Regions from separate parts of the Triticum aestivum genome. Here region 2 is linked to region 1. Evidence: chromatin contacts called from public Hi-C data. All regions are on one chromosome and are shown on one strand. Each heading gives the region's core, a stretch centred on a gene start, on an enhancer-like site or on the middle of the called end of the contact. The rest is flanking DNA. Distances are from core to core; before and after follow the strand shown.

The links. Hi-C and Micro-C count contacts between places; a contact is called where the count stands out from the background.
Region 2: a Hi-C map of leaf shows a contact between it and region 1, with 4 times the contacts expected there. The contact joins the promoter of LOC123164435 here to the promoter of LOC123168073 in region 1. A contact is called at or near these places in 2 of 5 Hi-C or Micro-C datasets (both in leaf).

The regions. Positions count from the first base shown.
Region 1 is chr7D:194,559,869-194,565,948 of IWGSC CS RefSeq v2.1, reverse strand. It overlaps LOC123168073 (tRNA(adenine(34)) deaminase, chloroplastic), which reads left to right and starts at 2,430. Exons shown (of 4, transcript XM_044585939.1): 1 at 2,430-6,080. The coding sequence starts at 2,583.
Region 2 is chr7D:194,793,173-194,799,252 of IWGSC CS RefSeq v2.1, reverse strand. It overlaps LOC123164435 (G patch domain-containing protein TGH homolog), which reads right to left and starts at 2,773. Exons shown (of 17, transcript XM_044581917.1): 1 at 2,519-2,773; 2 at 1,652-1,742; 3 at 1,466-1,560; 4 at 698-801; 5 at 128-189. The coding sequence starts at 2,656.

The sequences.
Region 1 (6,080 bases), core at 1,181-3,680:
TCGCGCTGGTGCCAAAAAAAACCCCAGTCACGCCCCCAAGACGCCGAAATCCGCCGACTCGGCCCGTCTTTGGGCCCGGTGATCCCAGACCGAACCCAGCGCACTGGAGGCGCTCGCGGGCTCCGGCGTAAGGGGAAAACACGCCTGGGCCGCACTGTCAGGCGAAAAGTCAAGCAGTCGTCCAGATTCGCCCCCATCCCCGCACGCTCGGCCACCACCCCGCCGATCCCGGCGCCGCCCACCGCCCAACACCGCTAGATAGGCTATTCCCCGCCAGAAAAGAGAGAAAGTTTCGCCGCGGCAACCTCTCCACCACCTTTCGGGCGAGTTTCCCGGCGCTCCAGCCGCACAGGGCGGTATACCGACGGCTGGGCGCCCACCATGCCCGCCAGGTGTTCAGCGATTTGTCTGCTCGGCGATGGACTCGGACGAGGAGGAGGCGCTTGCGGCGTTGCTGGAGGAGGAAGCCGATGCCGACATCCAGGACGAGGAGCATCTCATGGTCCTCGCCGCCCTCGCCGGCCTGCTCGCGAGCAATGAAAAGCCGCGGTGAGGTGGCTTGGCGCCGGGGCGGCTGAAAGCAAAGAACCGACATCGTCTGGAAGGCTATTGCATGCTCTACTCTGACTACTTTGCCGACGCTCCATTGCACGGCGACAAAGTATTTCGACGTCGTTATCGGATGAGCCGAAAGCTTTACCTTAGGATTGTGAATTCCATCCGGGAGTTCGACAACTACTTCAAGTGCAAGAAGGATTGCACGGCAAACTTGGATTCACCTCAATCCAGAAGTGCACGACAGCTATGAGGATGCTTGCATACGGAGCTCCCGATGATTCACTCGACGACTATGGGCGCATGGCCAAGTCGACGACCATTGAGTGTTTCTACAAGTTCTGCAGGGCAGTGGTGACAGTGTTTGGACCACAATACTTGCGATCACCCAATGTTGAAGACAGTGCTCGGATCCTAGCACAGAATGCAGCAAGAGGATTTCCTGGGATGCTTGGAAGCATCGACTGCATGCATTGGAAATGGAAGAACTGTCCATTTGCTTGGCAGGGGACGTACAAAGGCGCCAAAGGCGGTTGTAGTGTGGTACTTGAGGCAGTGGCCACACATGCCTCTGGATTTGACACTCCTTCTTTGGTATGCCAGGAACTCACAATGACATCAATGTGCTGCAGTGCTCCCCTGTCTTTGCCAAGCTTGTTGAAGGTCGTTCTCCTCCGGTGAACTTCGAGGTCAATGGGCGGCACTACAACAAGGGGTACCACCTAGCTGATGGCATCTATCCGAGATGGTCTACATTTGTGAAGACTATCTCAAAACCTGTGCTAGGAGGCAAGAACTCCCACTTTGCGAAGGTTCAGGAGGCTTGCAGAAAGGATGCCGAGCGGGCATTTAGTGTGCTCTAATCTCGATTTGCTGTTGTCCGGTACCCTGCTCAGACCTGGTCAAAAGATCAAATGTGGAAAATCATGACTTGCCCTGTCATCTTGCACAACATGATCATTGAGAGCGAGCAGGAAGAGCCAGTGTTTGACACTGAACCATATTACATGCAGGGTCCTCTTGCGCAAGTTGATCACCAGCTACCGGCAAATTGGACTGCCTTCCTCAATATGCGTCAGGAGATCCGAGACCTACAGGTGCATCAACAACTGCAGCAGGATCTGGTGGAGCACCTATGAAGGCTTAAGGGCAACGCCTAGCTCGACGTGTGATGAAATATGAGTTTTTATTTGTTGAACTATATAATTTGTATTGAACTATTTATTGTTGAACTATTTGATTTCTATTGATTTCTTGTGATGAACTATGTGATAAAGAAATTACTTTTGTTGAATTTGCGCCGAACCATGGCGAATATGGCCGATTTGCGCTGATATCGGGCCGATTTTTCGTCGAAAGTAGGCCAAAAAGCGGACACATTTACGCTAAAAATGAGCCGATATCGACGACTGGGGACGGCTGCTGAGAACCCGATCGCCCTCAAAGCCGATTTTAACGCCGGCTCATCTGCAGGCAGCGATTTTTATGTCTGGTGCAGGGCCAATGGCTGGAGATGCTGTTTTGCGGCGCGGTCGCGGAATCCAGGAGGTGCTGTGATGCCACTAAAAACGAGCGAAGCCGTGGGAGGGTGAGGCCATGATACCCCACGTTGCATCCACATCTCGCATCTTGTCGTCGCACCGCCCATGACCTGCGGCAAGCGACCTTTTCCAAGCACAAACTAGTCGCGTACACGCAATTCAAGCTGCTAAACCGCTAGCAGTCGCGTGACGAAAAATAATTTAACGATGCTGTCTGATCCGGCACACAGCAATACAGCATGCGCCGCAGGTGGCTCACTGAACCAGTGTCAGGAACCAGTGGCGCCCAATCCAAGCCGTACATTTCCGATCGGACAGCAGGGGAAGCATGTCTGGTGGGTTTGGCAGCTCCCCTGACGCCCGGTCACGGGCGATCCAGTCTCCAGCCCGGGACGACACTCCCACCTCAAACCCCACGCCCACAGCTCCACTCTCCGGCAGTCGGACCGCCGGCGGCCGCCGCGCGTGCCTCGTCCCGCTCCCGCCATGTACAGCTCCTACTCCGCCGCCGCGTTCGCCCTGAGGGCCGCGAAGCCAGCCTACAACGCCCATTCCCCTTACGCCCCGTCGCACCACTGCAGCCAGCAGCACTACGACGGCGACGGTGCTCACCGCGAGCTACTCCCGCTCAACCCTCACCTCTCTCCCCGCTTCCTGCTCGACGGGTACCTCCTCCGCCACTCTGCTCACCTCCTCCTCCTCTCCGCGCGGCTCCGCCCCCCGCCCCCGCTGCATCCGCCGCACAGCTGCTGCCACCGGCGCGCGGCCGCCCGCTGCTGCTGCAGCGGCGGCGGAAGGTCGTATGTTCAGCACGTTACTTGGGGATTGGAGGGGCGCGGGCACCGATGCTGCGGGCAGGGCACTGGACGGTCGAATCTCGGAGTGGGTTGCCGGCGATTGAAGGCGCGGGGATGCGGCTGCGGCAGCTACGGCAGTGGCAGGTTAGGTCTCGGAACTAGCTGTGGACATCGGGATACGCCGAGGTTGCTGGGGAGGGTGGTGCGGCAGGAGGTGTGGAGGTATGAGGGTGGCCAGTGTCCGCACAGAAGTTGTTCGATGGAATGCCACAGTGATTGGGATGGTGAAGAGGATGAGGATCAATGCGGTCACGCTCAGTGGGAGCGGCCAGGTAAGTCGAGTTTTAGAAGGAAGTGGAAAGAAGAAGAAGAAGAAGATGATGATAGATGTCGAGATTGCCGTCGGAGGAAGGGTGTGGAAAATGAGTACTATGATGAAGGCGGGTACAGTGGCCGACGGAGGGAAATTCGGGATGTGAATGGGATGCATGACAGGCATCGGTATCACCGGAGGAGGTTGGAGCAGAGGGGTTACATCGATGACGAGGATACGAGGCGAAGAAGCGATGTGATGGAAGGGAGAGGCAGGAGGGAGTTTGAATCTGATGAGGCAAGGAATGCTGGTGCTAGAAGATACAGTGAGGATGACAGGAAATATGATCGGAGAAGAGAAAGAAGGGATTCTGAATATGAGGATGTGTATGATGCTAGAAGAGTGGGAGCTGGCAGGTATAATGAGGATTACCGAAGATTTGATCGGAGAACAGGGAGGATGGATTTTGAAATCGACAGTGAGGATGATGTGAGAAGAGATGGGAGGCGCGTTAGAAATGATGATGAAAGATTTGTTATTCAGAACACAAGGAGAAAGAAGTATATGGAGGAGGATGATCAAGATATTGCTGAGCATAAGAACTACTCACATGGTAGGTCTCAGAGGTCTGCATCTGCATTTCATGAGGATGATTCACAGAGGGCTTCGAGTTCAAGGAACGCTGTTGATACAAGAGTTTCAAGGGGGAATTCATCCTCGAGGGTGCGGTGGGATGATAATGTAGACCGACGAGCTTCACAGACATTGGAAGAGAGAGGCAGACGCTATTCTTCCTCGGTTGGTTTGTCAAATGATGAGAAAGATGAGTACAGTTATGATGATGCACAACTTGTCAGGGTAAGAGATCATAGGACAGGAACACAAGATGTCAAGGTTATAACCGAGGATGATACAAGGTTGATTTCCAGTTCAAAGAACTCTTCCATTTTGAAGCACAGTAGCGATTTGGACCAGCAAGTAGCGGCACAAAAGGATGAATCAAAGAGCTCACAGAGGATAGTGGAGACATCATTAAACAGAGGTAGCAACACTGAACTGGATTCAGAAACACAGAGTAATCAACTGGAAGATAGAAGAAACTACATTGATAATAAGTCATCTTCTCTTCAAAGTTCTGTAAAGATGGCTAATGACAGTAGAAGACAAATTGATCAGCATGATGTGGTGGATCAGCAGGTTGTCGCACTCACTGACTCAAGGACAAGCACAGAAAAGCTCACAGATATAAAGATGGATAGTAGTCAACATGTTAGCAGGGCCTCTCACTCACAGAGAAATTACGAGGAAGTCAACCAGACGGATATCGATGATAGATCTACCTCTGTAGAAAATATAACTCATATTACAAGAGACAAAAGGAGGTATGTAAACCAGCAGGTGATACATGAAACGGACATAGATGTGCAGAATGTTACACATGTTGATGTTTCCACAATTCATGCTAGTGATATTTCTGCTTCTAGGAGCTCACAAAATCGTTCTGACACTAGATCAGATGTAAACTCTATCTCTAGCATAAGTCTCATTGACCGGGCAAGGGGCGAGCAAGAACAAATCCATCAAAACAAGGTCATTGCTGGCGATAATACAATAGTCAGGGGTTCACAGAGTCATCATGACACTGGAGTGTATGGTCAAGTTCACTCGGCTTCAGTTATTGACAGCACAAAAGAGATGCAAGAACAAGCGGAACTTACTAAGGCCTGTACTAACAATGCTGCTACAACAAGTACTTCAGAAAGCCATATCCAAACAAGAATATATGATCGATTTCAGCCATCCTCATCTGTAAACACTGTTAGTAGTGTGGAGGAACAAATTGATCTTACTAAGGTCCACGCTACTGACACTGCGGTTGTTAGCAATTCGCATAACCGAAGCAACAATGAAGCTCGTAGGACTTCAGCCCTCAATATTGTGGGGGGAAGGGATAGCCGTGATGAGAGTGATCTGCAAATTACACAAGGTTCTGGTATAGACAGAAGCAATCAAGTTGGGACCACATTTTCTGAATCCTCTCAGGATTCTAGAGAAAGACTGACAAGAGTAGAAGAAACCGGGAGATTAGTGCACCATGACACAGTTTTGAATTCGCAGCATACAGGCACTGGCAGAATCTCTGATGACAAAGATATTACTAGTTTGGGGATCGAGAGCACCGAAGAGGCATCTATCATCAATGTAGATATGGAGCAAAGAGGAACAATACTGGGAACGTCTGAAACTACCGCAAGAGAAAATATACAAGGTGGTTCATCTACCAGAAAGTCTGTCAACGAAAGCTTGTTAGAATCAGCTGCTCGATTAGAGAAATCATCTACATTTCATGTAGGCCAATTCGTTAGTGAGCTCCAAAGAGGATTCTCAGATGCAGATACTACTTCAACAAAGAAAACCGAGAAGTCCATAATGGAAGGTACAACGAGATCTTCATCTAGGTCCAGAATGAAGGGACCATCAGATGAGGTTTGGGATGTTCAAAGTACTACTTCTCAAGAGACCTTTAAGACGGCCGATAAGGAGGAAGGGTTCTCAGCTGATGGAGGTACCAACTCAGCCTCTCAGACACCCAAAAGTGAAACTGCTATTGCTAAAAAGGTTCACAAGTCACTTTGGGCCTATGTTGCAGACATAGTCCGTCTTGGTTGGGTTAAGCATGGTGGATCTCATGACTCTACCAGCAAATCATTTAGGAAAAGTTCATCCAGTAATTCTCAGAGGTCGGAGGGGTGGCTGTCAAGTCAGGGGCATGATAATGACGGCATTCAAAAGAGAAATTGGAGTAGCAAACATAATGATCATTCATTGATGAAGTCACATAGTGGAGAATCAGAATCTATAGTAGCATCAACG
Region 2 (6,080 bases), core at 1,524-4,023, 230 kb before region 1:
AATACATATACTCCCTCCGTTTCTAAATATAAGACCTTTAGAGATTCCAATACGGACTACATCTCTAAAGGGGCTTATATTTAGAAACGGAGGGAGTAGTTGAAAAGATAAAACAACAGAGACAAACCAATCGAGGTTGTGGCAGGGACCACCAATTCATCAGGAACAGGTCCAGGAATAGCTGATGGTCTGCATGCAGATGTGCAAATATGTTTACATATATATCAATTAGAGTGGTGAACTGAGAACAGTAACTTTTGCCATTTAAGTTAAAAAGGCATGGTGATACGAACATAAATTGATGAAGACAAGAGTAATACTAGAAATCTAAAGTGTGTACAGCCACATTAATACTTCAGTGCAGCTAACAGTAAAGAGGACAGTTAAGTAAAGCTGATTTCGAGGGTGTTGGGTTAATTTCCACCCCTTACCACAACTCATGCATGTTTGTCTGATGAAAGCCATATGGTTCACTGCTGCAGTTTGGGCACACCAAAGTTGCATAATACCATGGCCAGCTCATCCATCACACACAATTGGCGAACAAAACAACCTAACTTGTGACAAACAACTTAGTTGCCACAAGAAGTGTGGCTTGCCACACTTTACCAAACCTAGGCTAGCCGTTAGCCAAGTGTTGTAGCCAACCAAACATCCCCTAAGCTTCATGTCAGTTATGCAATGTAAAGATGCTAACCTCTCATTTTGTTCCTTGGATGCTTGTTTTCTGGCATGCTCTGCAGCTGTAAAACCGAATGTATCATACTGTTGAGATGTTTCCAAGGCATTACCTCCCATATCCTGCAAATTGGTGCCCAAATTTGTCAACAGATAAGTTCACAATTTCATGAAACAAATTTATCCTGAGAAATCACTTATGTACAATCAAAGCCAAAAAAATTTGACAGTGTTGGGGGCCAAGCTCAGTCAAATACGTCAACACTGACACTAGTTCACGAACCACTGGTACATGCTCGTCAAGGTTTACACATTTTCAACATTCTAAGAAACAGGGAAGACAGTTTACAGTCTTTTGCTTCTTTGATGGGCAATATCTGTACTAGCTTTACCTTTACAGCAAGCGTCTGTAAACAGATATATGTTGTCAAGTAAATTAACTAAAGATGTGAGATAACATGCTTATAGTTATCCTGGCATAATTTCGCAGATAATGATAGTTACAATATTGATGTTATCATTCTACTTCCAATCATGGAGCAATTTCATTACAAACCAAAATTACTTGTCTATTAAAACTGAAAATCAAAGCATTTTCATGTAAATGTCTTGTTTTTTAGATTTTTTAGAACATGGCGTGTTTGCATTCGCACTCAAAACATTAAACATTAGGCAGTCCAGTATGGAATACCATGATTTGAAATACAACAAAACAGTGTACGACTGCTGCAGATTATCAATTTCCATACAAAAAGTGAGCATTAGAAGAAAAAAAAGCATCACATACCTTGATATCTTCCTCATCAAGAAAATTATATATGCTTTGTTTTTTATGCTCAGCTCTACTTTTTCGTGAAGATGTGAATGTCTGTGGCGTCCATCCTATAAAGTAAATGACTTTTTTATAACCCCATTCATTTCTTCAGCGATATTGTCACATATTAAAAACATAATCTCAAGGCAACAAACATACCCTCTTTTGAGCCAGCAGTATTGTAAAAGCCAGCAGAGAAGCCTCCAGTAAATGCACCATGAAATCTTCTCCGCCCTTCCTCATCCCTGACCTACACTCCGATCACATCTCATTTTTTAATAAAAAAACAGAGGTATTGGTTACTTAAAATCATATGCTACACAATTCCATGACAATGCTAACAGAAGAGACAATCCAAGTGTCTGACAAGTTGGTAACAAAAGAAGGAAATATTGCCACAACTAACATCAGGAAAACTGTGCTGCCACAAAAAAGTGTGGTGAACAAAATGGTCACCATAAGTGTGGCAAGATTTGGCCAAAGAAAAAAGAGCCTATGACATCTGGACCATGTGGCTAAGAAAGTGTGGCGCACCACAACTGCAAGCCAAAGGTTAAGCGTGGCAACCTTACTACAAACCAGAACATCCCCATAGTTCACTCCACATGATTCCGTCAAATAAACCTTAAATTGAAGAACATTTGCAGCATCCCCAACCGCAACAAACACTATTGAAGAAGTTCAATGGATTCGAAAACAGTAAACTGAAACACTGAACACGATTCTGTCATAATAAACCCTAAATTGAAGAACTCGCTTTCCCGACAGACCCGGATGTATAAACTAGCATGCGTAGCTACTAAACTACTCCCTCCATCCCGAATTACTTGTCTTAGATACATCCGTGTCTGGAAAAATCTAAGCCAAGCTTTTTGGGACGGAGGTATTACGAAATTGCTAGTGATCATAGCTGAAATCTATTACCAACTAATGCGCCGTCAACTAACCCCATAGAAGGGAGAAAAATATATCCCGATGCTTGATTACAAAAGGTACACAGAGAGTGAATGGGGTGGAGGTGCGTACCTCCTGCTTCCAGGCGGGAAGGGCCCGGAGCTGGCCTGCGTCGGCGACGGCGCGGCGCTTGCGGGCGGAGATGTCCTCCTCCCGCTCGATCGGCGTCCCGTAGACCACGAGGTCCTGGTCGTCGTCGTGGGATGCCATGGCCGGGGGATCCTCGGAGTGGGAAGCCCTAGCTCGCTGGCGGCGAAGCTGGTACACGACGACGGTTCGGGACGGGGAATTGCCGATGGGCGACAGATGGGTCTCTCCGTGGTGGTAAAAAGGTGGGCCGAGACTATAGGCCGTACGGTAACCCGTGTAGCCTAACAAGCACATATGGGCCCAAAAAAGGTCTCCAATCGCTACTCTGTCCCCGTGTAGCCTCGACGAACACTGTCCCCCCGTTCGCTTGCTAAAAGAAACTGGTTTAAAAATCGGCAATCGGTTTTTGAATAGATGTAAAATGTATTGTTTAGAAAAATAATTTATAAATATAAAACAATATTTATAAATTTTAAAACATAATTGTAGGTATTAAAACTATATCTACATTATATGTTATTTTGTGCGGATGACAAAACTACTCTTATATTTTTTTAAACTGTTTTAAAATATGTTCATGAACTATTTTCTCCATTCCTAAATATAAGTCTTTTTAAAGATTTCAATACAGACTACATACAGATATATATATATACATATTTTAAAGTGTAGGTTCACTCATTTTGCTCCGTATATAGTCTATATTGAAATCTCTAAAACTGCTTATATTTAGGAAAGGAGGGAGTAGTGTCTAACAATAGCCTAGAACTAAATAACCTTGGTATTGGAGATGCTCATGAAAAAAAGGGAAAATCATATTCTTCTGGGTAAGAGCACCTGTTGCTTGGTTTTATCAGTTTTTATTTGGGTTTATTTTTCCTGTTTTTTCTGCTGGTTTTGAATGGTTCCTATCATTTTAATTTTTTTTACTGATTTTTCTATTATTTTCATTCGGTTTTTAGTTGAATTTTCTTGGTTTTTCTTATTCCTCTTTTTCTTTTAATTTTTAAAACAAAGAGCATTCTTTAAATTTCATGATTTAAAAAAATACGAGCATTGTTTCATCCTTGGAAACTTACTTATATTTGCATTTCAAAAAACTCATGAAGTTCGTAGAATTTTGAGGAAATTTTTGAATTTACATCATTTTAAAATATATTTATACTATTGTAGTTGATACATCATCGTTTCGCACGTAATCACCAATTATATACTATTAAAGGGGATTTGGTACATCGTCGTTTCACACGCAATCACTAATGCAGTTAGAAACCGAGCGCTGGATTAATTTGAAAATCAAACCATTAATACAATTAATTAGTCAGACTATTAATTATGTATGTAATTAATTAGGTCCATCGAATAGGGATTTTTTGCGCGAGAGCAATTTGGAAACCTAGCCACAGATGCAGGTAATAAATTAGTCAGACAGTTAATTAAGCATGCCGATAACTAGTAGTTCGGTTTTTTACAACGGTATTTCTCCTCATAGAGAGATTTTTTCCAAAAAAAGGAACAACCCATAATCTATCGCTTCATATGCACCTAGAATAATTTAGCCTCCAACGTCGTCACAACGCAATTAATGCCACCGTGATCGAGGACAGTAGGTCACATGCTGCTACTTTTTAAATATTGTTTCATCGCATCGCAACACACCGGTGTTTAGCTAGTCAAAATTGGTAGTTAGTTTTGTTTGAGCAAGCAAGGGGCCATTTTTATATGTTTTTCCAAAAGAACAAATTTATTAATCATCATCTATGAAAAGGTACAATTTCGCTCAGAGGCTCCTCAAACCAAACATTAGTCGGAGGAAATCTAGCTACCTTGCAAGGTCATGAGCCACCTTATTCGCTTCTTCTCTATTGTATGGTTCAAAACTAGTGAGAGAAAAATGACACGCAAAAGAATAACAATCATCAAAAATTGACGTCACTGCTCCTACAGATCCTCCTCCATTCTTCATGGTGTTGATGACCTTCAAATTATCAAAATTAATAACCAGGCAGTTGCAGCCCGCTTTTTGCACCAGCGATAAGCCGGATCTTAGTGTGAAAGCTTCAACCGTTGGGACATCAACAATTCAACACACCAATATTTTTTTCATTTCCCGCCAACAATGAAATTCCCTTTATCGTCTTTGAGTACAGCGCCAGTTGTGCCCCTAAGTAGGTCTTGATCAAAATATGCATCGACGTTAAGTTTTACAAAATCCAAAGGAGGCCTAATTCATCCTCCTCTTTTAGGAGTTGCCTATTTTGCTGTAATAGCATGAATCCCTGTAGAAAAGTGATAAGCATCTTGAGTCTTTCCTTCATGAACCACCTTACGTCTTACTCACCACAAGTACCAAGAAGTAATACTGATCAATTCACCAGCATTCTAGAGACCTAAAATAAACAGATCCTGATCTGGCAACATGAGTAAGAATTCAAGAAATAGTCTCCCCTCGCTTGGTCAATTTCACAAGCTTTCCTAACCACATCATCCAAGCCCAAACTGCATCAAACCTCGTTTGCTTTCTGGCAATAAACTAACAAATGCTTTGTATCTTTTGGCCCATTAGAACAAGAGGGACAAAATGGGCGAAACTTTCAGGAGTCTATTGACGAGTGTGACACGATCAAATTTTATATGCTAGGTTGTATTGTGCGACCCGGTTTATTGGGAGCGAACAGGCACACAAAACAGGCACACAGAGCTAAGGGTGTGTTTGGTTCGTAAGTGAAGTGTAATGGAATGTCACGGTTCCGCTCCACAAGAATGGAATGGTTCCATCTTTGTGTTTGGTATGAATAATGAGGTGGAATGAAACGGTTACATCTGAACGTTTGGTTGGTGGAATGGAATGGAATGAATAAGTTCAAATTGGTGTTTGATTTTCTGGCAATATATGAAATAATGATATTATTTTCAGAAGCATTTTATTTAAATTTCAAAGCAACATTTTATTTGTCTTTTCATCACCACTATTGACATCAGTAGTTTATACATACACAATCATACGTTTACTAACAAATTTAGACATGCATAAATTTACAATTGTAAAAGGCAAGGACAAGCATATACAAATAGAGAACAAAATTTGTCATCAGTCTCAAAAAGCATGCACAAAATGGCAAGAACAATTGCAGAAGGAAAAAAATTACCGCTGCCACCCGGCCACCGTGTCTCGCCTATCGGGCTGCTGCCTGAGCACTCGATCTGGTGCCCCTCTTCTCGGCCTTGGCCACACGCCCGCTGGTGCCAACCGCGTCGGCCGCCTCTCCGGCTGCCGGCTGAGCACTGGACGCCGCAGCTCCTCTTCCCAGTCGTAATTCCCGAATTCGCCGCCATGTTGCTAGCCCCGTTGCTGCCTATCTTCGTGAACGTGAGCCACACACCACCGCACCATGGCTTCCGACTGACCGCTGGGCACTGGCACCCGTCTTCCTGGCTGAGCGCTGAGCACGTGAATAAAGGAGAGGAGTCGGTCGACGGCGCGGATGAAGGAGAGGAGTGGGCGGTGGCGTGGATCCAAGAACGCGCTAGGTTCGTGCAAGGG